Linked DNA regions of Mus musculus: all the other regions are linked to region 7. A link is a contact called in public HiChIP or PLAC-seq, Micro-C and promoter capture Hi-C data. All regions are on one chromosome and are shown on one strand. Each heading gives the region's core, a stretch centred on a gene start, on an enhancer-like site or on the middle of the called end of the contact. The rest is flanking DNA. Distances are from core to core; before and after follow the strand shown. Region 1 has its middle 22 kb from the start of Gm32684. Region 2 overlaps Eif2ak4 (eukaryotic translation initiation factor 2 alpha kinase 4). Region 3 holds the start of Srp14 (signal recognition particle 14). Region 4 overlaps Eif2ak4 (eukaryotic translation initiation factor 2 alpha kinase 4). Region 5 holds the start of Bmf (BCL2 modifying factor). Region 6 holds the start of Dll4 (delta like canonical Notch ligand 4). Region 7 holds the start of Bahd1 (bromo adjacent homology domain containing 1).

Region 1 (2,729 bases), core at 43-2,542, 380 kb before region 7:
GTCCTTCTCAGCCAGACCTGACACCAGACGTTTCTAGAAGCCTCCACAGTTCAGGTCATTTCCCTACGCCAGGAAAGAGAACTTTCTTTCCTACTGTTAGTAACAAACAAACCAAACAAAGGGCATTGCTCATTAACTCATTATGTACACACGCGAGCGCACACACACATTCATACACATTCACACAAACACACAGATACACTTATACACACTCACACACACACACATATACATACACAAACACTCATATCCACACTTACACAAAAGAAAACAAAAACTTATTATTCTTTAAAGAAAGAAAGAAAGAAAGAAAGAAAGAAAGAAAGAAAGAAAGAAAGAAAGAAAGAAAGAAAGAAAGAAGAAAATATCACTTTCTTCAAGGGTTAAATAATGGGATCTCACTAGGAATATCCAGAAGGTTCTGTCTCTTTGCCCTGAAAACTCTGCTCATCCTTTTGTTTCTTGCAAGCTTTATCTTTGGCCCCTGGGGTCTCCTGTAAGAGATACTTTAGAAAACAGAGAAGTTGTGGCCAGCTGCTGGCTTCCTAGTATTTTCCCCTCTAAGGCATTTCCCTAAACTCCTTAAAGTCCCCCCTTTATACAAAGTGAGGATTTGTTCTCTCTACACAGACAGTCAAGAAGTCCCCCTAGAAAGCAGTTTTCGCTACTGTAGCTGTTTGGAATTGGCTCCACAGACGTAAACAGGGTCAACTGGGGCCAGAGAGGGTGGCTGTTTCGTTTTAAAGCTCTGGTTAAGAGTGAAAACATGTGACTCCAGCTCGGCCAGAAACAAGGCAGCCTTTGTGTACACTGCAGCAGAGCCAGCAAGTGTGAGTGAGTGGCAGTCCTGAGGCTACACACATGGGCAGGCACAGAAGGCTGGTTCAAAGGCTCTGGTGGGATGCTACTAGGGGCAGGTTAACTCTTTGTTGGAAGGTCTATGCGTTATTGAGGAGCCAAGCAGGTATTTCTTGGGGTGGGGGGCAAGACAGAGACAGAGAGACAGGGTAGGGGTGAGTGACCTTGCAAAGGGACACAGTATCCCTATACCCAGCTAAGAGGCAGCCCAAAGCCATTAGAGAAATGTCTGGGGTGGTTTGAAAGATTAACCACAGCATGCCCTTGTCTTCACATGTAAACACTGCAGGCTAGCCCATTCCCAGCATCCCCTTAGCTCGCCCTCTGCTCCTGCATGGCTGGGGACCTGGAGAAGACCTCAGGACAGGCCTAGCCACTCCTTGATTCTTCCCAGGAGTGGAAGGGTGATTGTTGGCAAGCCACTGCCAGACGAAGTGTCAGTCCACTGACTCAGCCTACCCTGGCTGCACCCTCAGGCACCAGCAGCCATGTGCACTGGGCTTCACCAAGGTAGAAAGGACCCTTGAAAACTCTGCCTGTGACCTCCCACACAAGGCAGGTGGCCCGCCATCCTGTGCTGCTGATAGCTGCTTACTGCTCCCGTGGCTAGTGTGCCCTTCCCCCAGCTGCATCTCAGCCCAGAACTCCAAGCCCTCTTGCTTGGAGCCTTGTGGCACCAGGAAGAAAGGAAACAGCTTAGTTTTGTCATACAAATCCCGGGCTCCTGGACTATATAGGGAGAAGGGAAGATGGTGGTGATGGTCTTATTGAACACCACACCATTAGCACTTATGAGGTTACTCTCAGGATGAGTTTTCATTGCCTTTTTCTAGAGATTTCTGAACTCCTGGTCAGAGTCAAGGTCTTTGCTAGGGGGTGGAGCTATGGTGAGGAATGAGACCAGTTATCACAGGTCCCATCAGGCCCCTCCAGGGCCCTCTTGTCTATCTAGGTATGTCCAGAGCCACTCACCCAACCATAGCTATTGGTGATCAAGAAAATAGTACCTAGCTGGGCACAGTGATAGACACCTTTAATCCCAACATTCAGGAGGCAAAGGGTGGTGGGTATCTGAGTTCAAAGCCAGCCGGGTCTATATAGTGAGTTCTAGGACAGCCAGAGCTCCATAATGAGACCTTGTCTTAAACACTGTCCCCAAAGGAGAATGGTGTCAGACGTTAGAGAGATGACTTACTAGTTGGAGGTACATGCTTCTCTCGCAGGTGATCCAGGTTCTGTTCCAAGCACCTACAAAACTCCAGTTCTAGGGGAGCTGGTGCCCTCTTCTGGCTCCTGTATACTAGGCACATACCAGTGCACATACATTACACAGAATAAAAGAGATAAATTTGGAAAGGAAAGAGGGGAGGGGGAAGGAAAGGGGGAGGAGAGAGAGAGAGAGAGAGAGAGAGAGAGAGAGAGAGAGAGAGAGAGAGAGAGAGAGAGAGAGAGAGAGCCATCACTCTTTTCTTTGGGGAAGGATCATTGAAGTTTCATGCTTGGAATGGCCAGCTGTGGGACATTGACTGGATCCTGGCCCTGGTGTCAGCAAAGAGACTTCTTCCTAGCTTTGATCTTACCAGACTTGGGGGCTGGAAGGTTCTCTGTGATTCTGTTTAAAATAATGCCCATTTCACTCGAGTATATTCACATTTTTTCAGAGCTTCTGAAATTGGTGCCTGGGGCTCATCGGCACTTGGTAAATGTGTGTTAGAAATGAGGTGACCACCAGGCATTGAACCTTCTCCACTTCAAAGTCAGAATCATCGGGCATAACCCTGGGCTCACTCGGGTGACAAACAAGAAACTTATATCAGGGACACGCAGACCTCCTGGCCTCTGCCTGTACCTGCTATGGGTCTCCCATAGCC
Region 2 (2,942 bases), core at 100-2,599, 480 kb before region 7:
CCTTTGTATTATATTATATTTAAATTTATATTTTTCAGTGCTGGGAATTAAACCTAAGGTCTCTTGCCTGCTGGATAGATGCTCTACCATTGAACTACACATCCATTGTTTTTACAATAATTTTTAGTAGAAGATTCTATTTTGAATATGTTTCTTTTTTTTTCTGCTAACCATATCACACACATACCCCAAAATTTTGATTTTTAAAAGACACAGCGATTTTATGGTATTTGGATACCCTGTTTTGGCATTGAAGTTGATAATTAGCTAAACTTTCTTGCATTTTTATGTACTGTCAGGTTGATTTATCAGTTTAGGGGAAAAAAATCAAGACATAGTATCCTATTTTCCCATCTTTGAAAGTGTATTGTCTATCTCACACCTTACTTTTGGAGTGAAACACCAGCTAATGTCATTTGCCTAATATCCTACTCAGATTCAAGGAGCAGAAACAGAATTCAGCTCCCTAGTGAAACTGAGCCATCCAAATATCGTCCGCTACTTTGCGATGAACTCCAGAGAGGAGGAGGACTCCATTGTGATCGACATTCTGGCAGAGCACGTCAGTGGCATCTCTCTGGCTACACACCTGAGCCACTCGGGCCCAGTCCCCGCCCACCAGCTGCGCAAGTACACAGCCCAGCTCCTGGCAGGCCTGGATTACCTACACAGCAACTCCGTGGTGCACAAGGTTCTGAGCGCGTCCAGTGTCTTGGTAGATGCCGAGGGCACTGTCAAGATAACAGACTACAGCATCTCTAAGCGTCTGGCAGACATTTGCAAGGAGGATGTATTTGAGCAAGCTCGAGTTCGTTTTAGTGACAGTGCCCTGCCTTATAAAACAGGAAAGAAAGGGGATGTGTGGCGGCTCGGCCTCCTGCTGTTGTCTCTCAGCCAAGGACAGGAGTGTGGGGAGTATCCGGTGACCATCCCCAGTGACCTGCCAGCTGACTTCCAAGACTTCCTGAAGAAGTGAGTGACAGGGATCGTTCCGTCCTGCTTTCCTCCTGTACAGCTGAGGAGCGGGGAGGCTGAGATGTGAGGAAGGGAGTCAGGGCGAATTCCTGCCCAGGCTCATGTGTTCTCCTTCCTTAGTACAGCCTTCCACCTTCTCCTGAACCCACTTGAGTTTAATAATTGATTCTCAAACTACTTTTGGGAGGCTGCCTGGAATACTCTAGAATTTTTTTCCCATTCCTATCTACCCCAGAATCGTTGGCAGTGGTAAGAAGTGGCCTAGGTGTGGTAGACTTCCTCTGTTACTTTGCTGCTAAGTCCTAGGAGACCAAAGAGAAGGCCTCAGGAAACCAGTCAAGAAGTGTGGTTCTGCCCTCTCTCTTCCTGACTCGTCCTCCAATGACCAGGTCAGAGGACCAATCCACCACCTGTTTCTAGACAGAGGATTTTTCACTTGTGAATCACAAGTGCATAATCGTTACAAAGCCAGCTTTTAAAAAGTAAGTGTGTGTGTGTGTGTGTGTGTGTGTGTGTGTGTGTGTGTGTGTGTCCATGTCTGTGAGAGCAAGAACCCATTGACGTTTGTGTCAATCAAACCGAGGAGAGGGAACAGCTTTCTGGAGTCTTCTCTCCTTCCACAGTGAGCTCTAGGGACTCACTCAGGTTGTTGGGTCATCAGGCTTGTGGGGCAGCCTCCTTCTCCCTTTTCATCTCTCTGACTCACAGCCAGGCTCTCTCCAGTTTGAGGAGTCCTTAATAATGAGATTTTTCTTGGGCCTAAACTATTTGTCCAGGACTTTCCCCTCAGTATTTTCTACCTTCACCCTGAATGTTCTCAGTCTAAGCCAGCACTACCCCTCAGTCTCTAATAAGAAGAGGTCTGAGCATTCAGTTGTTTCTGGCACCCCTCTGGAGCAGCCTCCTGCAGGCCTGCCCTGTGCTGCTGCTGCTGCTGCTACTGCTGCTGCCTCTGCTGCTGCTGCTGCTGCTGCTGCTGCTGCTGCTGCTGCTTCTTCTTCTTCTTCTTCTTCTTCTTCTTCTTCTTCTTCTTCTTCTTCTTCTTCTTCTTCTCCTTCTTCTTCTTCTTCTTCTTCTTCTTCTTCTTCTTCTTCTTCTTCTCCTCCTCCTCCTCCTCCTCCTCCTCCTCCTCCTCCTCCTCCTTCTTCTTCTTCTTCTTCTTCTTCCTCCCCCTCTCTCTCTCTCTCTCTCTCTCTCTCTTTCTCTCCTCACCTTCGTTTCCCTAGTCACTCACCAAGTCTCTTCATCTTCTCTCTTGCCTTCACATTTCTGTTTGCCTGTGACCTGACCATAGCGATCCCCGTCACCCACTAGTTCGCTGGTCACTCATATGGCAGTCTCTGAATCTGAGCAGTCCCTCTGCCACACATCAGAGTTTCACTGGTGATGGACTACGCAGATGATGGCAGCCACGTAAGACTGGCTGTGATATTGGAGCTGAGTTAATTTATGCAGCGCATACTGTAATGAAGATTCATTCTTGCGCTGTGCCCCTGTCTTTAAGCAACATAGAGCATTTAAATGAGGCTATTGGTGTGTTGCAGAAAGTAGCCATGATACTTTCCTCATTTGAGGAAATGGGTCAACATTGAGTCTGTGCAACATTCTCTCCTTAAAGTATATAAACTTTTAAGTTCTTTCTAAAAGTCACTTATGATTTCTTTTAAATGAAATAGAACTTTTCTTAAGTTTTTTCTTTATTTATTTTATGTTAGTACACTGTTGATGTCTTCAGACACACCAGAAAAGGGCATCAGATCTTATTACAGATGGTTGTGAGCCACCATGTGGTTGCTGGGAATTGAACTCAGGACCTCTAGAAGAATAGTCAGTGCTCTTAACTGCTGAGCCATCTCTCCATCCCCCAAAATAGAACTCTTTAAAAAAATGGATTTAAATGCACCCTACAATGAGGGTGGCTGAGGTGACAGATGGGCTGATGAGTTACTATGAAAAGTCTCATTTCC
Region 3 (2,712 bases), core at 169-2,668, 420 kb before region 7:
CAGAACAAGCATTCGGCCTCTACTTTCTGCCTAACAGTTTATTGCTGATAGTTTGTCCTACAAAAACAGGAACTGTGAAGGTGGTGCACACCTAGGATTCCACCACGTTGGAGACAGAGGCGACCTAAGGAACCTCAGTTACCCGAGACCTTATCCCAACCAAACAACCCACCCCCTCCACCAAAAAGAAGCAGAAGTAGATCCTGATCCCACAACAGCCTGGGAGTGACAGGCCAAAATGACAGGGAAGGGGGACCCGGACCTAATCCTGACATGCCCCTCCTCCCTCGGGGTGGGGGTGAGGCTCAACCCAGAGCGATGACTTAGCGGGATGAAGACCCTGGCTTGGGTCACATCTCCAACTTCACAAAAACCATCACTGTCATCTGTCTCAGTTGATGAGACACTCCTGTGACACCAGCACGGGCTGAAGCGCCTGGTGTGAGCTTCCTAAATCACAAGTTCAAAGTCAGCCTGAGTAGACTGCAAGACACTATTTTAATTTTTTTTAAATGTGTTCCCCTAGCTAGCACTGAGATAGGTTGCTCCTGTACCTTGGCTACTTGAGAGAAAACTGACTTTTTCTGAGTCGGCCAGGCCAACTCAAAAGAAAGCAGAGCCTTAAGAAAGGCCTCCAGCTCACCACGGTGCTGATCTTCCTTTTCCCATCCGTGGCTCTCAACAGACACTTGTTTTCTGCGGGCTCGAGGCCCTCCACAGAACTCTTCCTCGGGATAGGTTTGGTGCGACCGTCATCTGTGTTTAAGAAAAAAAAAAGTCCACCCAGGTAAACACCACCACAGGCGTTGCTTCTGGGTCCAAAGTGATGATCGTAAGGAAGGGTCCGCCATCACTCAGGATACAGCCAAAACTAGGAGCAACGACTCGCTCGATAAACACTGGGACCCCGAGGCATATTCTTCCTCACTAACGGAGCGGGGGCCGGGCTGCCTGACAACGGGCGTCGGACACACTTGGGGCCCCACTGTCACGGTGAGTGGGTGGCCGGCGCCGCACCGGCCACGAGCCCCGGAGGTGGCCGGTGCGGACAGGCCGGGGGCCGGGCTGTCCCCTCCCAGGCGGCCCCGGAGATTGCTTACATTTCTTGAGGGTGATGAACACGCTGCCCGACGAGCGGCACTTCTGGAAGAGCCTGGTCAGCTCCGTCAGGAACTGCAACACAACACGCCCCGTTAGGCAGCCTCCGCTCCTCGCCCCGCCGCCTCACGGCCCCGGCCCGCCCGCAAAGGGAGAACCGCGACCCGAGCTGACCCCACTCGCTCGAGTCCCGGGCCCTCCGGGGCCGCCGGTACCTGCTCGCTCTCGAGCAACACCATCCTGGGCTCCGCAGGTCCGACGCCGTCAGCAGAAGCCTCCAGCGGTTACAGCCGGAAAACTCGCTCGCGCTGGGCGGGACTTCCGCTTTAGTTGCACGTCTTCCGTCAATCCTCGCTTCGCTCGGGTTGCCTTGCGCCTGCGCGCTCGGCGCCTCCTCCCGCGTCTATCCAGGATGAGGAGTGACGCTTGCTTTCGGTGGTTGGACTGCGTTGTCAAGCTACACCGTAGGCTGTAGGAGGGAATGAGAGCAAAAGAAAGACTGGATAGACATATGCAAGTCACCCAAGAGTCCACTGACTCACTTTCCCCATTTTTTACACAATGATCTGGTTTCTCAGAACTTGCTGATGAAGATGAAGATGTGAGGTGTTTTTATAGATGCATTGTTTACATTTAGGAATAAGTGGCCAAGGAGCTCCAAGTTAAACTCAAAGCCGAAAGCTAAAACAGCAGAGTTCGCTGTTTCAGTATCTTTGTTTGAGGTATCTTTAGACAAAGAGTACTTGCTCTGAAGGCACTGTTGATCTATCTCATCGGCAGTGCTGAAGTCAGCAGGAAGCACAGGCTAGACCCCAGAAAAAGGTGCTTTTTTTTTTGTTTTGTTTTTTTTTTTTTGTTTCCAGGGTCCATAGTTTTTTCTTTCTATCCTACTTCAGAGGGTGGGAAAATATGTGAAAGTGATTGGAGAAGGAGCCGGGGATCACACGGGGCCTTTGCCACCGTTAGCAGGGCCCATAGCCACAGAAGGCTCAGATGTTGTTCCTGGTAGAAAGAGGGGAGTGGGGAGGGAGTGGCTCATCGGTGGAGTGTGAGTATCTGGATTTAAGATGTTTAAAAATCTTAAATTCAGACAAGAATGATGGCCCATGACTTTAATCTCAGCACTCAGGAGGCAGAGACAGGCAGAGGATCTCTGAGTTCAAGGCCAGCCTAAAGTGGAAACTTCTGGTTTCTTTGGTAAATCGGTTATATCAAAGAACATTTCGCTGAAGCAGACACAGGTAAAAGGATGTTTAGAAAGAATGAGAGATGAAGGATTCTTCGATAACAACATGCATGCATTGGTTCACCTTACATTGAGTAGCTGAGCTCCGTTTGTCATGACCCCATAGAGAGAAATGCACACACACACACACACACACACACACACAAAAACTTCTGGTGATATGCTGCAGTTTCTTGCCACTTCCTCGGACTCCAGCCAATTGGCAGAGTGATGTCAGCTGATACAGACTCATGGAGTTTTGCTAAGTCAGACTGAGGCAAGACCCTTAGAGGACACGTGATGTTTGGAGGGAGTATAAATAGGACTCAATGGACAGTGATGGGGGCTTGCATAGTTAGTTTTGGAGTGCTTCTCGGTCTTGCGTCTTC
Region 4 (3,088 bases), core at 524-3,023, 450 kb before region 7:
CAAGATCCAGCAGCTTGTATGTGAAACCATCGTCCGCGTCTTTAAAAGGCATGGTATGTCCTTCTCTGAAAAGCACTCCTCTGGCAGTTTTCTAAAAGTCATTAGAAAGTAGAGTGCTTGCACACAAGCACAGCAACCTGAGCTCAGTCCTTAGCACCCACTGAAAACCCCGCCATGCCAGCACACATCTGTAAGCCCAGAACTGGGACAGGGCCACAGAGACAGGAAGATCCCCAAGCTCGGTGGCGACAGCCAACTCAGGAAGCTCAGGCTCAGTGAGAGCAACTGAGACACCTGGCATCAACCTGTAGCACAAGTGCATGCATACGTGAGCAAGCCCATGCACATGTGCACATACCAACACAAAATTATACCACGTGGGTATACACACACAGAAGAAAGAAAGAAAGAAAGAAAGAGAGAGAGAGAGAGAGAGAGAGAGAGAGAGAGAGAGAGAGAGAGAGAGAGGGAGAGAGAGAGAGAGAAGAAAGAAAAGAAGAAAGAAAGAAAGAAAGAAAGAAAGAAAGAAAGAAAGAAAGAAAGAAAGAAAAGAAAGAAAGAAAGAAAGAAAGAAAGAAAGAAAGAAAGAAAGAAAGAAAGAAAGAAAGAAAGAAAGAAAAGAAAGAAAGAAAGAAAGAAAGAAAGGAAGGCCAGGTATGCTGTACAAGCCTGTAATTTCAGCACTCAGGAGGCTAAGGCAAGGGGTTTGAAGCCAGCTGAGGCAATATAGTGAGACCAGTCTCAATGAAAGAAAAAAATTGCTATTGGTGGATTTTGGTATGACTATATATTAAAATCCATTGATAAGCAGTTGGCCCAGCTTGTTGAGGAGAAACTGTTTGATTATCCCAACCTTGCTACTAAATACGGTTGACTCATGGAGTCCAAAGTCTGACTAAATCAACAGACTTAGCCCAGGTCAGCTTTCCATGTATCTATCCATCTGGAACATTATTAGCCAATATTGGGAGCCAATGTTGGCTCTCAGTGCCCCAGCGGCAGCTCACTCACCTGTGTGCTTGTGTGCGTTTTGGGTTAAGAACCTGAGGCTCAGCGGCTCTCTCTGTATTTTGGTATAGGCGCTGTCCAGCTGTGCACCCCACTGCTGCTTCCCCGAAACAGGCAAATATATGAGCACAACGAAGCGGCTTTGTTCATGGATCACAGCGGCATGCTGGTGATGCTTCCGTTCGACCTGCGGGTGAGCTGGGATGCTGCTCCGTTAAAGACTCGCCCCTCCCAGACACCCCCACTTCAGCCTTATCCTGGGGAGCCACATGTAGGAAATACCTAATCAGAGTAAAGGCAGTATTAGAGTTCAGCAAGTGTCTGACCCCATATTGCAGTGCTGAGGTCCACAGAGCACCCTACAGCAAGTCAACCTCAACTCAGACAGAGGAATGTCGTTCACTCGCCAGCTAGCTCTTCAGTAAAACCCCAAATGTCGCTGTCTAGAGAAAGCAATGTTAAAACAGCTAATGGCTATGCTGAGTTTTGTCCATGTTCTCTTTCTTGTGATCCCCAAAGCTTTCTTAGCCAGCAACAACTTTAGTCTTTCACAGCCTTAACTGCTAGCAAGCCCACCCACCATTTTCCTCTAGACCTGAGGAAAACGTGCAGTGAGTATGAGAGTCGGGGTTCTGTCCCTAATGCACAGAAGGCACTTGCAACCAAACTCGAGGAGAGAGCATGTACTTAGCATGTGCAGTGCCCTGGGTGCAATCCTCAGCACCAAAACATCTTTAAAGGTACAAATGGAGGCATAAAGGAAGCATACGGCCAGGCGGTACATAGACAGGAAATGAGTAACTGTTTGAGGTTATGGCAAGATATATGTGCTGTGCATACATGTTTAACTTTACTTGGAAGGTACAAAAATGTTTATATTATTCAGAGATGACCAGGGCTGTTGAGACTACTAATGGCTAACTTTTTAGAAAAGTAATAAAAGAATGAAATGAATGAAAATTTACAAATTTATTTTTTTAAAAAAATGTCTCTATGTGTATCTATGTAAGTGTGTGCTACATGTGTGCACATGCCTACCGAAGCAGAGGAGGGCATTAGATCCCTGGAGCTGGAACTGTCAGCATTGTGGATCATCCCTCATGAGTGCTAAGAACAGAACTCAGGCCCTCGGAAAAGCAAGAAGCCTCTTAACCACTAAGCCTTGAAATTTTTCAAAATTTGATTCTCATTCCATAGTCCATGAAATGACAGTTCCACCTTTAGGGTTTTTTTTTTTTTAAGTAATACAGTATATGAATCTTAAAAGGATGTTTATGTAATTGTATCAAAAAATGAAACCCATCATGTTTATCTATAGGAGAATGAGTAACTATATGTCATGATATTAAGGAATATTAAGAAGCTATTAAAAATGTAGCTGGGCATAGTGGCCTACACCTGTAATCTCAACAGTTGGAAGTTCAAGCAGGAGAATCACAAGCTTGAGGCAAGGCCACATTATGTACTGAGACCCATTTTAGACAAATAGGGGAGCTGGGGAGATGACTCAGTAGTTAAGAGCACTTAATGCTCTTGCTGAGAACCTTGATTCAGTTCCTAGAATCCACACAGAGTAGTTCACAACTGCCTATAACTCCAGTTCTGGGGTATCTGACACCCTTTTCTGACTTCCGTGGACTTGCACTCTGGGACACACACATACATGTAAAGTAAATTTATCAAAAGACTACAGCTAAACTTGTCTGTATATCAAATATTCATATATGTAAGGGTGAATACTCACACCTATTAGTATATCTTATCTGTAAACATGTCCATAATATATTGATAGCTTAAGAAAAATAAGTTCTGAAGGAACTCTAAAATCCCACTTTTTTTGTAAAGAAAGGTTTCTAGAACTGAGAGAAACTTGGGCGTGAATGAGTTGCTGTATGTGTTGCACGCACTTGGTATATGTGATCAATGAACTCACTCTTACTCATGGGTGAGCCACCATGCACATCAGCCTGTCTTGGCATCTCCAAAAAGTAGGGTGTCAGGGAGTATCTCAAAGTCCTAGGAGGAAGAATACAATCAAGGCATTTGCCTTTTTGCTTTTCTTTTCTTTTTACTTTTTATG
Region 5 (2,816 bases), core at 62-2,561, 350 kb before region 7:
CATGCCTGCTATTGTTCCGATAGGAAAGGGGTAACTCCAGCGTAAAGTTTCCAGATGAAAGGACCAAGAGATGTCACCTAGCAGTGCTTCTTCTGTCCTTCAACCTCTTCTTTGCAGTGTGGCTATCCCAACCAAAGTAGGGACTCTCCAGAGCCAATCACAAGCAGGAGTCATTGTCTTGGTGTTTCTTTTGAAGCCTATCACTCCCCTCCCCCTCCCAGCAAAGCCCCAAAGTTCAACCCTTGCCTAGACTGGACAGTGGGGGAGGTGCAGCCAGAGGGTGTGGCTCTGAAAACGCGGAGGACCCCCCCCCACTTTGCACAAGAACTGCAGGTGGCTCTCCAGTTAGTGTGAACCTCGGAGGGGCTCTGGGCAAAGTCAAAAGTAAACTGGGGAAGAGTGGAGACCCTCAGCTTCCCTGAGCTAAAGTGGTAAAGTCCAGACTGATAGGAAGAGGGCACTTCCTGAGAGCACCGCCAGGGAATGCTTTATTCCTAGCAAAGGTCTTAAAGTCCGCTGGAGCCATCGCAGAACTTCGGCGATCCAACTAGGATGCTCAATATAAACTCCTCCTCTTAGGAGTTAGCACTAGCCAGATACCTTGAACTCAATAGTGGCTAAGATCTCAGGACACACGCGCACGCACATGCACACACGCACACACACCTGGGTGACTCCAGGACAGCGTCTCAGCCTCCGAGTTGTGATGCCAGGGCTCTGCGCCAGGGTCCAGGGTGAAGAACACTCGGGGGGCTTGGTGCCCACACTCGATTGGGAAGAAGGGGGCAAACTCCAGCTGTTAAGAAGAGGAGCCTTCAGACTCCGCAGGGAGGCAAAATGCACCACAACTTACGGCCCCACCCCACAGTTACACCCGGAGGCCAGAGCGTCCGGGAGCTTGGCAGTGGACCCCAGGATCATTTGCTCACCTACTTTTAACTCCGAATTCCAAATGCTTCCCGAAAGCCCCTCTTGGAGCAGCAACCACAAATTTGTGCTCTGCACCTCGTTCCCACATCCCTGCACCCCAACTCCCCGTGGTCACCCCAGATGCCCGCAGTCCAAACCCTTCCCCGGGCCCCCACGCGCTGCGCGACTCCGCTCCCCACTTCCCGGAGGAGGTACGATCCAACTCCGCCTAGCCCCCCGCCGCCCGGGCGCTCACCGGGCTGCGGTGGGAGGCGGTGGCGCGGGCTGCGGCAGCGACTGCTGCAGGCGCGAGCTGGCGCGGGAGGAGGCCACGGCACACCGCGCGGTATTGTTTCCAAAATACGCCCGCTCCGGGCATCCCGCAAACAGCTGATGAGGCCCCGCCCCTCTTTGCGTCACTCCAACCACTGACCAATGGCAAGTGGAGGTCCAAGTCTCAAGCTGGGCAGCTGCCAGGGACAATCACCAATGTACAAACCTTCCCTTGGAAACATTATAAGGGGCCGGGCGCATTTCTGACCTCCGTCAGAAGCGCAATTGGAGCGCTGTAGAGGGTGAGGATTCGGTTCCTAATGCAAGCCCCAGAAACGACAGAGAGTCCCTAGGTTTTCTACTAGGTAGTGGGGGGACAAGACGCCTAAGTGACTTTTGTCTACTTGGAAATGGGCTGAGTTATTGCAGGACTTCCAAAAAGCCGGCTCAGGAGGAGACTGGGAGTTTTCAGACGCGCCTTGTAATATATAGCGGAAAAAAAAAAAAACCGAGCTGCTGGTCCCTAATAAAAAAAAAGCAAAACAAATAAAAAACCAAAACAAAAAACTGCCCTCTTTCCTGTTGGGCGTGTCTGAGGAAAGCTGGAGGAGAACACGTGTGTCTGCATCTAGAACCAAATGACATTCGGATCCATCAAGTGCAAAGAAAGGCCATGTCCTCTCTTCTAGACTGTGGAAGATCACTGTTGAAAAAAGGACTCTAGCAGAGGGGAAATCAAAGGGGTAGCTCGGACAGCCCTATCTATGGCAGCAGCAGAAGGCTGTTCTTGGACTGCTAAGAAAGCAAAACGCATCTCGTGTACTATGGCCAATCTAGGGATGACTCCACATTTTTTTGAACACCTACTATGTGCCAGGTCCTGGTCTAAGTGCTAGACTTCTGGTGCCTGACCTCAATGAACCGATACTTCACATGTGAATGATGGAAACCAGCTTGAATGGTGCTATTTTAGGGATAATAAGCAAAGATTTTTGAGTCGGGCCTTGAAGAATGGGGAATATTTCACTAAATAAAAACCAAATAAAACAGTCCTGACCCAGAGAGGTCAGGGAGCTAGAATAAAGTACTTAACATGTCTGGAAAGCAAGATCAGCTGCACGCCCCCCCCGTCCCCCCTCCCCCCCATCAAGCTCTCTGGCATCTTCACTATGATTTAGGATGTGAGGGTATGGGCAGGTAGATTCAGGTCAGATTGCAGAGGTGCCCCCTGGAATACCAGGCTGAGGAGTCTGTATTTTTTAAAAGTAATTTGTTAATTTTTATTTTATGTGCGTTAGTGTTTCGCCTGTATGTATGTCTTTGTGACAGCGTGTCATCCGGAACCAGAGTTACAGACAGCTATGAACTGCCGTGTGAGTTCTTGGAATTGAACCTGGGTCCTCTGGAAGAGCAACCAGTGCTTTTAACCACTGAGCCATCTCTTCAGCCCCAAGGAATTACTTTATAGAGGACTGGTAGCAAAGATTTTACAGAAGATGAATTTTGGGGAAAACTGAGTGGGGAGGCAGAAATCAGTGAAAGGAACAGAGCCCTGCCACAACCTAAATGAGCTGCAATAGAGACACGGGCAAAGCAGAGAAGCTGGGCTTAGTTACAGTCTCTACTTACAGTCT
Region 6 (2,700 bases), core at 143-2,642, 420 kb after region 7:
CCCTGCTCCCCTCAACCCCCGCCCGCACTGATCTTATCGTCCGACCATAGCCAGCAATCACCACGCGGGAGGGCTGACAGCTGAAGCCACAGGGCCCCCACCGCTCTCACTGTAGGAGAGAGAGAGAGAGAGAGAGAGAGAGAGAGAGAGAGAGAGAGAGAGAGAGAGAGAGAGAGAGAGAGAGAGAGAGAGAGAGAGAGAGAGAGAGAGAGAAATCTAGCACCCCCCAAAACTGGGAGAAGCCAGCCCTCCCCGGTCTGCAGCCTCGGGGGAGCACGACGGGTTCTGGGAAAGCAGCTGCAGGGTTTGCGCTCGGAGGCCACCCGGGAGAGGCGCGCGTGTGACATGGGTGAAACCACCCGAAACTCAAACAACTCTATGCGCCTCCAGTTCCACCCTACATCCTGCCCTATGCAGAGAGATCTAGACCTGATCAGCCTCAAGCTCTCTCACCTTGCCTCTCAAGTGGCCCAAGGAAATTCTGGAATTAAGAAAGTTTCCTCCCTACTCCAGCGGAGCTAGGGGACGCGGGTGGGGGCCAGGATGAGGATATGGAGACCAAGCGCGACCCAGGTGAGATAGGCACTGAGGGAAAAGACTAGAACCTCATTACCATACAGCTGAGGACCCCCCCCCCACTTCGAGAACCACGCCCCCCACCTCTCTTTCGAACCTCTAGTCCTGGCTCTAGCACGAGCCAGGAGGGAGTGGGGGTGGGGGACAAAGAGAGAAGGCACGCGCTGGGCACGCCCTGCTGCTTGAGGTGACACGCCTACCAGGTGCAGAGAAGACCAGAGTCCTAGACGCTTGGCCCTTTGCCTTGCTTGGAATAGCCAGGGAAAGGTTAAGGCGTCGGATGGCTTCCCTGCGGTGCTGGGGACGCGTGGAGGGTGGGCACACATAGGCTGGAGGCCAGCGAGGCAGGAGCTACCTAAAGTCTGGAAAGGAAAGGGAGATCCAAATCCCCTGGTCCTGCTTTTTGCTTTCCTAGTTTAAGCTTTCCCCACCTGCTAGAGGACTGTAGGTATCTAATGCCTGGATCAGGTGCACCGCCTACGGGGACCCCTTAGAGTTTCCACCCCCTGGACCATTCGGGAACCACCTCACCTCCCGCCGCATCACTGGGCTACCCTCCTATCCTCTGGTGGCGAGGGTCTCAGCCTTTAAGCAGACGATCTCTAAGGACTGCTCGCCGGGCACGCGCAGAGCTGGAAGCCCAGAAGTTGGAAGAGGGGCGGGGACCTGCGCCCTACTGGCTGGCTGACAGGGGGAGCGGCGGGGGCGGAGGCCCCCTCCGGTGGGTGCTGGGACTGTAGCCACTAGAGGCCTGGAGGGGAGGGGAGAGTGACCGTGAGTCTGTCTGACTGACAGGCTGCGAAGAGCAGCCAATATATATAAGAAAGGCTCTGGAGCAAGCAGGTTTCAGTAGCGGCGCTGCTCGCAGGCTAGGAACCCGAGGCCAAGAGCTGCAGCCAAAGTCACTTGGGTGCAGTGTACTCCCTCACTAGCCCGCTCGAGACCCTAGGATTTGCTCCAGGACACGTACTTAGAGCAGCCACCGCCCAGTCGCCCTCACCTGGATTACCTACCGAGGCATCGAGCAGCGGAGTTTTTGAGAAGGCGACAAGGGAGCAGCGTCCCGAGGGGAATCAGCTTTTCAGGAACTCGGCTGGCAGACGGGACTTGCGGGAGAGCGACATCCCTAACAAGCAGATTCGGAGTCCCGGAGTGGAGAGGACACCCCAAGGGATGACGCCTGCGTCCCGGAGCGCCTGTCGCTGGGCGCTACTGCTGCTGGCGGTACTGTGGCCGCAGGTAATGTCTCACGTCCTCTCCGCCCCCTCCCGCAGCGCTCCGGGCTTGCGCCCCGGCCCCGGCTGAGCCTGACCGCTCTCCTCCCTCCTTCTCTCGGTCCCTGTGCAGCAGCGCGCTGCGGGCTCCGGCATCTTCCAGCTGCGGCTGCAGGAGTTCGTCAACCAGCGCGGTATGCTGGCCAATGGGCAGTCCTGCGAACCGGGCTGCCGGACTTTCTTCCGCATCTGCCTTAAGCACTTCCAGGCAACCTTCTCCGAGGGACCCTGCACCTTTGGCAATGTCTCCACGCCGGTATTGGGCACCAACTCCTTCGTCGTCAGGGACAAGAATAGCGGCAGTGGTCGCAACCCTCTGCAGTTGCCCTTCAATTTCACCTGGCCGGTAAGCACAACTTAAATGCACCGGGAGATAACCGAAGGGAAAGAAGGGAGCGCCGGGACACCAGAGCTCCTTTCCAAAGCGCTCTCTGGAGAGCCCCAAGGGCTCTTTCTCTTCTGCCCCCGCCCCCCTGTTCTCTCATAGGATCATCCCGGAGAGGCTTTGGTTAGTCTTTCCTCCCAGTTTCTTCCCTTTCCTTCTCCCCAATTCTTGGGATACGAATTTCATTACCAAACCCCCAACGCGGCGCCGCCCGCCCACCCCCCGGCTCTCACTTACACTCCCGCATCCCTCATCCCTCCCCTGCCTTCTCAGCTCGCGCGCAGCGCTGCGCGAACACCAGTTATGTTGAGCCGAGCTCCGTAACTATATCCTGCAATTAGATTAATTAAACAGGCTGCTGCGAGGCACCCCCTCCTTTCCCTCCCTGCTGATATCGCTATCTCTAATGTCCCCCACCCCCCCTTTTGCTTCCCAGGGAACCTTCTCACTCAACATCCAAGCTTG
Region 7 (2,850 bases), core at 67-2,566:
CTCCCAGGGACTTCCCACCCCTTCATATGACCTCAGCCTGCTGTGCCCACCCACCCAGCTGACCCCGAGAGCGTGCTCAGGCTTGGAAAAGCACGTCTGTGGGTGTGAGAGACGGAGCCACAGCATAAGGCGACTATGGGGAAGCTAGGTAAGTGTCTGCACTGGTTCTACACTAGCTTGGGGACGCGAAGGAGTGTGTCCAGCCGCGCCTGTTGGGCTGCCCGCCCCTTTCCCTCTCCACCGGAGAGCTCTGATGTTCCCCGCGGTGGTGGAAGAGGGTGTGTGGGTGTCAAGGACTCACAGACCAGACTCTGCTGTCAGCTGGAAATGGATGAGGGTTCCACACTTGGCTTCTGAAAGAGGGCGAATTGGGAACTGGGGTGGGGGGCGTTAGGTGAAGGACAGAAAGAGGAAAAAGAGATGCGGGTGAGGGGTTACCGAGCCAGGACCGACCTTGCTAGGAAGGAAAGGAGACGTGGCAAGCAGGGAAGTCGGAAAGATGAGGCAAGGGCGGGAGGGGCTTCTCAGGAGTCGGGGCCCTTTCGCGCGAGTCTGGGGCCCTTTCAGGAGGAAAGGGGGTGTTGTTCTTGCTTGAATTTTTCGGTTGGTCTTCCCGAAGCTTTGCCATGGGGGCAGCAGCCTGAGGGTGAGGTGCCCCCTCGACCCTCAGTTTACTGTAGCCGGTGCTGGAGAGGTTACGAGGAAAGAGGGATGTAGAAGGGTGATGGTCAGGGAGGGGGCGCGCTAAGATTTTTCAGGGTGGGGGTCTGCAGTGAGGTGCTGGGGCTTCAGGGTCAGGTCACCATGGGATACTGGCTCAGGCTCCAAAGACCAGGAGAAAATACAAGAAGCCGGCAAAGAAAATCATCCCCCGCCACCACCCTTGGCACCGTACCCCTCCCCCCAGGCCCCACCACTCCCCGCACCGCCTCCCCCGGCCGCCTCGTGCTGCCCCCTGCGTCGGGACGACCGACCCACGATTCTGATTGGTTGGAGACCGGGAGGGGGAGCCGAGGGCCGGATTGGCTGGCGGGGCCAGCGCAGGGCGGGGCGGCTGATTGGCGGAGCTTGCCGAGGGGCGCGCCGCTGATTGGCTGAGGACGAGGAAGCAGGAAGGAGGGCGGCGGAGGCTCCGCTCTCGGGGAGTTTGTGGGGGAACCGCGAGCGGCGTAGCGGATCCCGGAGCCCGGCCCCCGCTGCTCGCCCGTCCGGCCGCCTGCCCCGCCCGTCCGGCCCTAGCCGTCCGCCCGCCCCGGCCAGGCGCGCCCGCCCCCCCCGACGGCCCCGCCCGACCGCGGCCCCCGCTCCGCCTGCCCGGCCCCGGCCCCCAGGAGGAGGCGCTGACGCAGCAGCGTGGAGCCCGGGAATTGAGCGCCCCCGGGGGGTTCCAGCCGCCGGATTCCAGCCCGGCCAGGGCCTGCGGGCGCCCGAAGCCGCGCCGTCCGCGCCTCTCGTCCCGGTGAGCTAGGAGCCGGGATCCAGGAGGGGGTAGGGGAGGGCGAACGAGCGAGAGCGAGCGAGCTAGGTAGGCGGACTAGCAAAAGGGAGAGGACCGGCCGCCCGTCAGCGCGCCCCGCCGAGCGCGCCGCGCCGCCGCCCCCGCCAGCCCCGGGAAGGGACGGACGGACGACAAGAAGCAGGTGCGGCTGCTTGCCCGCCCGCGCGCGCCGCCTCCCTCCCCCGGGTCCGGCGCTGCGGTCCCGCCATCGGGGAGCATTGCGCGCCTCGAGGTGACAGCCCCCGGGGGGCGCCCGCCTCGCAGGCCGGGGGCGGGGTGGGTGGCGGCCGCAGGGTGGCAGCTTGGCCGGGCGGCGGCGGCGCGGGCGTCCCGGGCTACGGAGGGCGGGAGGACGCGGGGTGCTTCCTCGCCGCGGCGGAGCCGGCTCGCCTCCGAGTGCGCGGGCGGCAAGGCCCCCGCCAAGCCCCCTCCCCCATCGTGGTCCCGGAGGCTAGGGGCCGCGGCTGGGGGCGTCGCCGCGGGAGCGCCCTCTCGGGGTGGGGGGCGCCCTCCCGGGTTGGGAGCTGACCGGCAATTGCCGGAGGGGGGATGGGGATGGGGGCCGCGTCAGGGCGAGGGGTAGTGTGGACTCGATCGGGTCGGGCTGAAGGAAGGGAGGCGCCGAAGACGGAAGGGGACCGGTTCGAACAGCGAGTGTGGGCCGCGGGAGGCCCTGTGGGGACCGTGCGGGGCGGCGGCCGAGTCCGAGGTGGGGCGGGGGGAATCGAAGTTGTCAGACCGCCTCCAAGTGACAGCGGGACCCGGTGCTCCAGGCCTGGCCTGGTTGTGCCCTGCCAGTCCCGCCGCCTCTCCTCTGGGGCCGTGGACCGGGTCAGGTCGGGCCCAAGGGGCCCGCTCGGCGGTGAAGAGCCGGACAAAGGCGGCGCCCGAGCGGGCGCAGGTAGTGGTATCGGGGAGGGGAGCGAGTCCGGGGCACCCACCCCAAGGGGCGGGCACGGGGCCGGACTCTGCCCTGGGGACTGCGGGGGCCGGGGCGTCCACCGGGAGGAGCTGCGGCACTGGCTCTGGTCTGTAGCCGCAGATATCCTCGCGGCTCCGGGAAGAGTGGGGTCGACTTAGCCAAGGCGGAGGGGCAGGGTTGAGGGGTGTGCGCACCGAGTGCCCTGGCCGGTGGCGAATGGGCTGGTGGACTCACAGAGGCGAGCGGAGCCTGCTAGCAGTGAGGCTTTCAGCAAGTCTGCCTCTCGGTAGAGGTTTAACTCCACCTGGGATGTCTCCTAGTGGCCCATTGTCGGCAGTCTTAAGAGCACAGGCGGCTACTTGGATTGGGACTAAGGGACCCCACCCCCCAACACACACACCCACTGTGCTTGGCGATGCCTTCACTATTG

The links. Promoter capture Hi-C pulls out the DNA fragments that hold promoters and counts their contacts. A called contact is a pair of places that touch in the nucleus more often than the background predicts. HiChIP or PLAC-seq counts read pairs in DNA pulled down with a chosen protein or histone mark.
Region 1: a contact with region 7 is called in a FOXA1 HiChIP or PLAC-seq map of pancreatic cancer cells. The contact joins the enhancer-like site here to the promoter of Bahd1 in region 7. A contact is called at or near these places in 6 of 39 promoter capture datasets (cranial neural crest, embryonic stem cells, hippocampal neurons and 3 more), 6 of 115 datasets of contacts at active chromatin or transcription factors (SST interneurons, bone marrow-derived macrophages, embryonic stem cells and 2 more) and 1 of 9 other capture datasets (embryonic stem cells).
Region 2: a contact with region 7 is called in a promoter capture Hi-C map of the C10 cell line, with 2.7 times the contacts expected there. The contact joins the enhancer-like site here to the promoter of Bahd1 in region 7. A contact is called at or near these places in 3 of 39 promoter capture datasets (the C10 cell line, hippocampal neurons and liver), 1 of 15 datasets of contacts at CTCF or cohesin (large pre-B cells), 1 of 115 datasets of contacts at active chromatin or transcription factors (stem cell-derived neural progenitor cells) and 2 of 9 other capture datasets (embryonic stem cells and liver).
Region 3: a contact with region 7 is called in a promoter capture Hi-C map of embryonic stem cells. The contact joins the promoter of Srp14 here to the promoter of Bahd1 in region 7. A contact is called at or near these places in 15 of 39 promoter capture datasets (the 3T3-L1 cell line, 3T3-L1-derived adipocytes, the C10 cell line and 9 more), 4 of 15 datasets of contacts at CTCF or cohesin (the NIH/3T3 cell line, embryonic stem cells, large pre-B cells and 1 more), 110 of 484 Hi-C or Micro-C datasets (the 63-12 cell line, B cells, the BV-2 cell line and 64 more), 30 of 115 datasets of contacts at active chromatin or transcription factors (the 230-238 cell line, T-cell acute lymphoblastic leukemia, astrocytes and 17 more) and 4 of 9 other capture datasets (adipose tissue, embryonic stem cells, liver and 1 more).
Region 4: a contact with region 7 is called in an H3K4me3 HiChIP or PLAC-seq map of pro-B cells, with 5 times the contacts expected there. The contact joins the enhancer-like site here to the promoter of Bahd1 in region 7. A contact is called at or near these places in 8 of 39 promoter capture datasets (the 3T3-L1 cell line, cranial neural crest, embryonic stem cells and 4 more), 2 of 484 Hi-C or Micro-C datasets (large pre-B cells and pancreatic cancer cells), 5 of 115 datasets of contacts at active chromatin or transcription factors (embryonic basal ganglia, extraembryonic endoderm stem cells, large pre-B cells and 2 more) and 1 of 9 other capture datasets (embryonic stem cells).
Region 5: a contact with region 7 is called in a Micro-C map of embryonic stem cells, with 1.9 times the contacts expected there. The contact joins the promoter of Bmf here to the promoter of Bahd1 in region 7. A contact is called at or near these places in 9 of 39 promoter capture datasets (the 3T3-L1 cell line, 3T3-L1-derived adipocytes, the C10 cell line and 4 more), 1 of 15 datasets of contacts at CTCF or cohesin (the NIH/3T3 cell line), 12 of 484 Hi-C or Micro-C datasets (LSK cells, the N1E-115 cell line, cortical neurons and 4 more), 10 of 115 datasets of contacts at active chromatin or transcription factors (astrocytes, bone marrow-derived dendritic cells, bone marrow-derived macrophages and 3 more) and 2 of 9 other capture datasets (adipose tissue and liver).
Region 6: a promoter capture Hi-C map of embryonic stem cells shows a contact between it and region 7. The contact joins the promoter of Dll4 here to the promoter of Bahd1 in region 7. A contact is called at or near these places in 3 of 39 promoter capture datasets (all in embryonic stem cells), 13 of 484 Hi-C or Micro-C datasets (all in embryonic stem cells), 4 of 115 datasets of contacts at active chromatin or transcription factors (embryonic stem cells and pancreatic cancer cells) and 1 of 9 other capture datasets (embryonic stem cells).

The regions. Positions count from the first base shown.
Region 1 is chr2:118,519,464-118,522,192 of GRCm38.p6, forward strand. No RefSeq gene overlaps it. Among named protein-coding and RNA genes, the nearest start is that of Gm32684, 22 kb to the left of the region's middle. Within about 2 kb of position 1,293, at least 195 of the 459 cell types and tissues checked have an H3K27ac peak or open chromatin away from gene starts, as enhancers often do. A contact at or near this core is called in bone marrow-derived macrophages, liver and pancreatic cancer cells, where this site is marked.
Region 2 is chr2:118,421,527-118,424,468 of GRCm38.p6, forward strand. Eif2ak4 (eukaryotic translation initiation factor 2 alpha kinase 4) reads left to right here. Exons shown (of 39, transcript NM_013719.3): 9 at 437-972. Among named protein-coding and RNA genes, the nearest start is that of Eif2ak4, 34 kb to the left of the region's middle. Within about 2 kb of position 1,350, at least 7 of the 459 cell types and tissues checked have an H3K27ac peak or open chromatin away from gene starts, as enhancers often do.
Region 3 is chr2:118,478,278-118,480,989 of GRCm38.p6, forward strand. It overlaps Srp14 (signal recognition particle 14), which reads right to left and starts at 1,419. Exons shown (of 5, transcript NM_009273.4): 1 at 1,314-1,419; 2 at 1,101-1,173; 3 at 644-756. The coding sequence starts at 1,337.
Region 4 is chr2:118,450,333-118,453,420 of GRCm38.p6, forward strand. It overlaps Eif2ak4 (eukaryotic translation initiation factor 2 alpha kinase 4), which reads left to right. Exons shown (of 39, transcript NM_013719.3): 22 at 1-53; 23 at 1,080-1,201. Among named protein-coding and RNA genes, the nearest start is that of Srp14, 28 kb to the right of the region's middle. Within about 2 kb of position 1,774, at least 12 of the 459 cell types and tissues checked have an H3K27ac peak or open chromatin away from gene starts, as enhancers often do. A contact at or near this core is called in pro-B cells, where this site is marked.
Region 5 is chr2:118,548,375-118,551,190 of GRCm38.p6, forward strand. Bmf (BCL2 modifying factor) reads right to left here and starts at 1,312. Exons shown (of 5, transcript NM_138313.4): 1 at 1,166-1,312; 2 at 667-796. The coding sequence starts at 1,288.
Region 6 is chr2:119,324,392-119,327,091 of GRCm38.p6, forward strand. Dll4 (delta like canonical Notch ligand 4) reads left to right here and starts at 1,393. Exons shown (of 11, transcript NM_019454.3): 1 at 1,393-1,815; 2 at 1,924-2,196; 3 at 2,672-2,700. The coding sequence starts at 1,750. It overlaps Gm14207 (predicted gene 14207), which reads right to left and starts at 1,806. Exons shown (of 4, transcript NR_030683.1): 1 at 1,590-1,806; 2 at 777-938; 3 at 454-585.
Region 7 is chr2:118,900,299-118,903,148 of GRCm38.p6, forward strand. It overlaps Bahd1 (bromo adjacent homology domain containing 1), which reads left to right and starts at 1,317. Exons shown (of 7, transcript NM_001045523.1): 1 at 1,317-1,459. Gm32957 (a long non-coding RNA gene) reads right to left here and starts at 882. Exons shown (of 4, transcript XR_003954052.1): 1 at 454-882.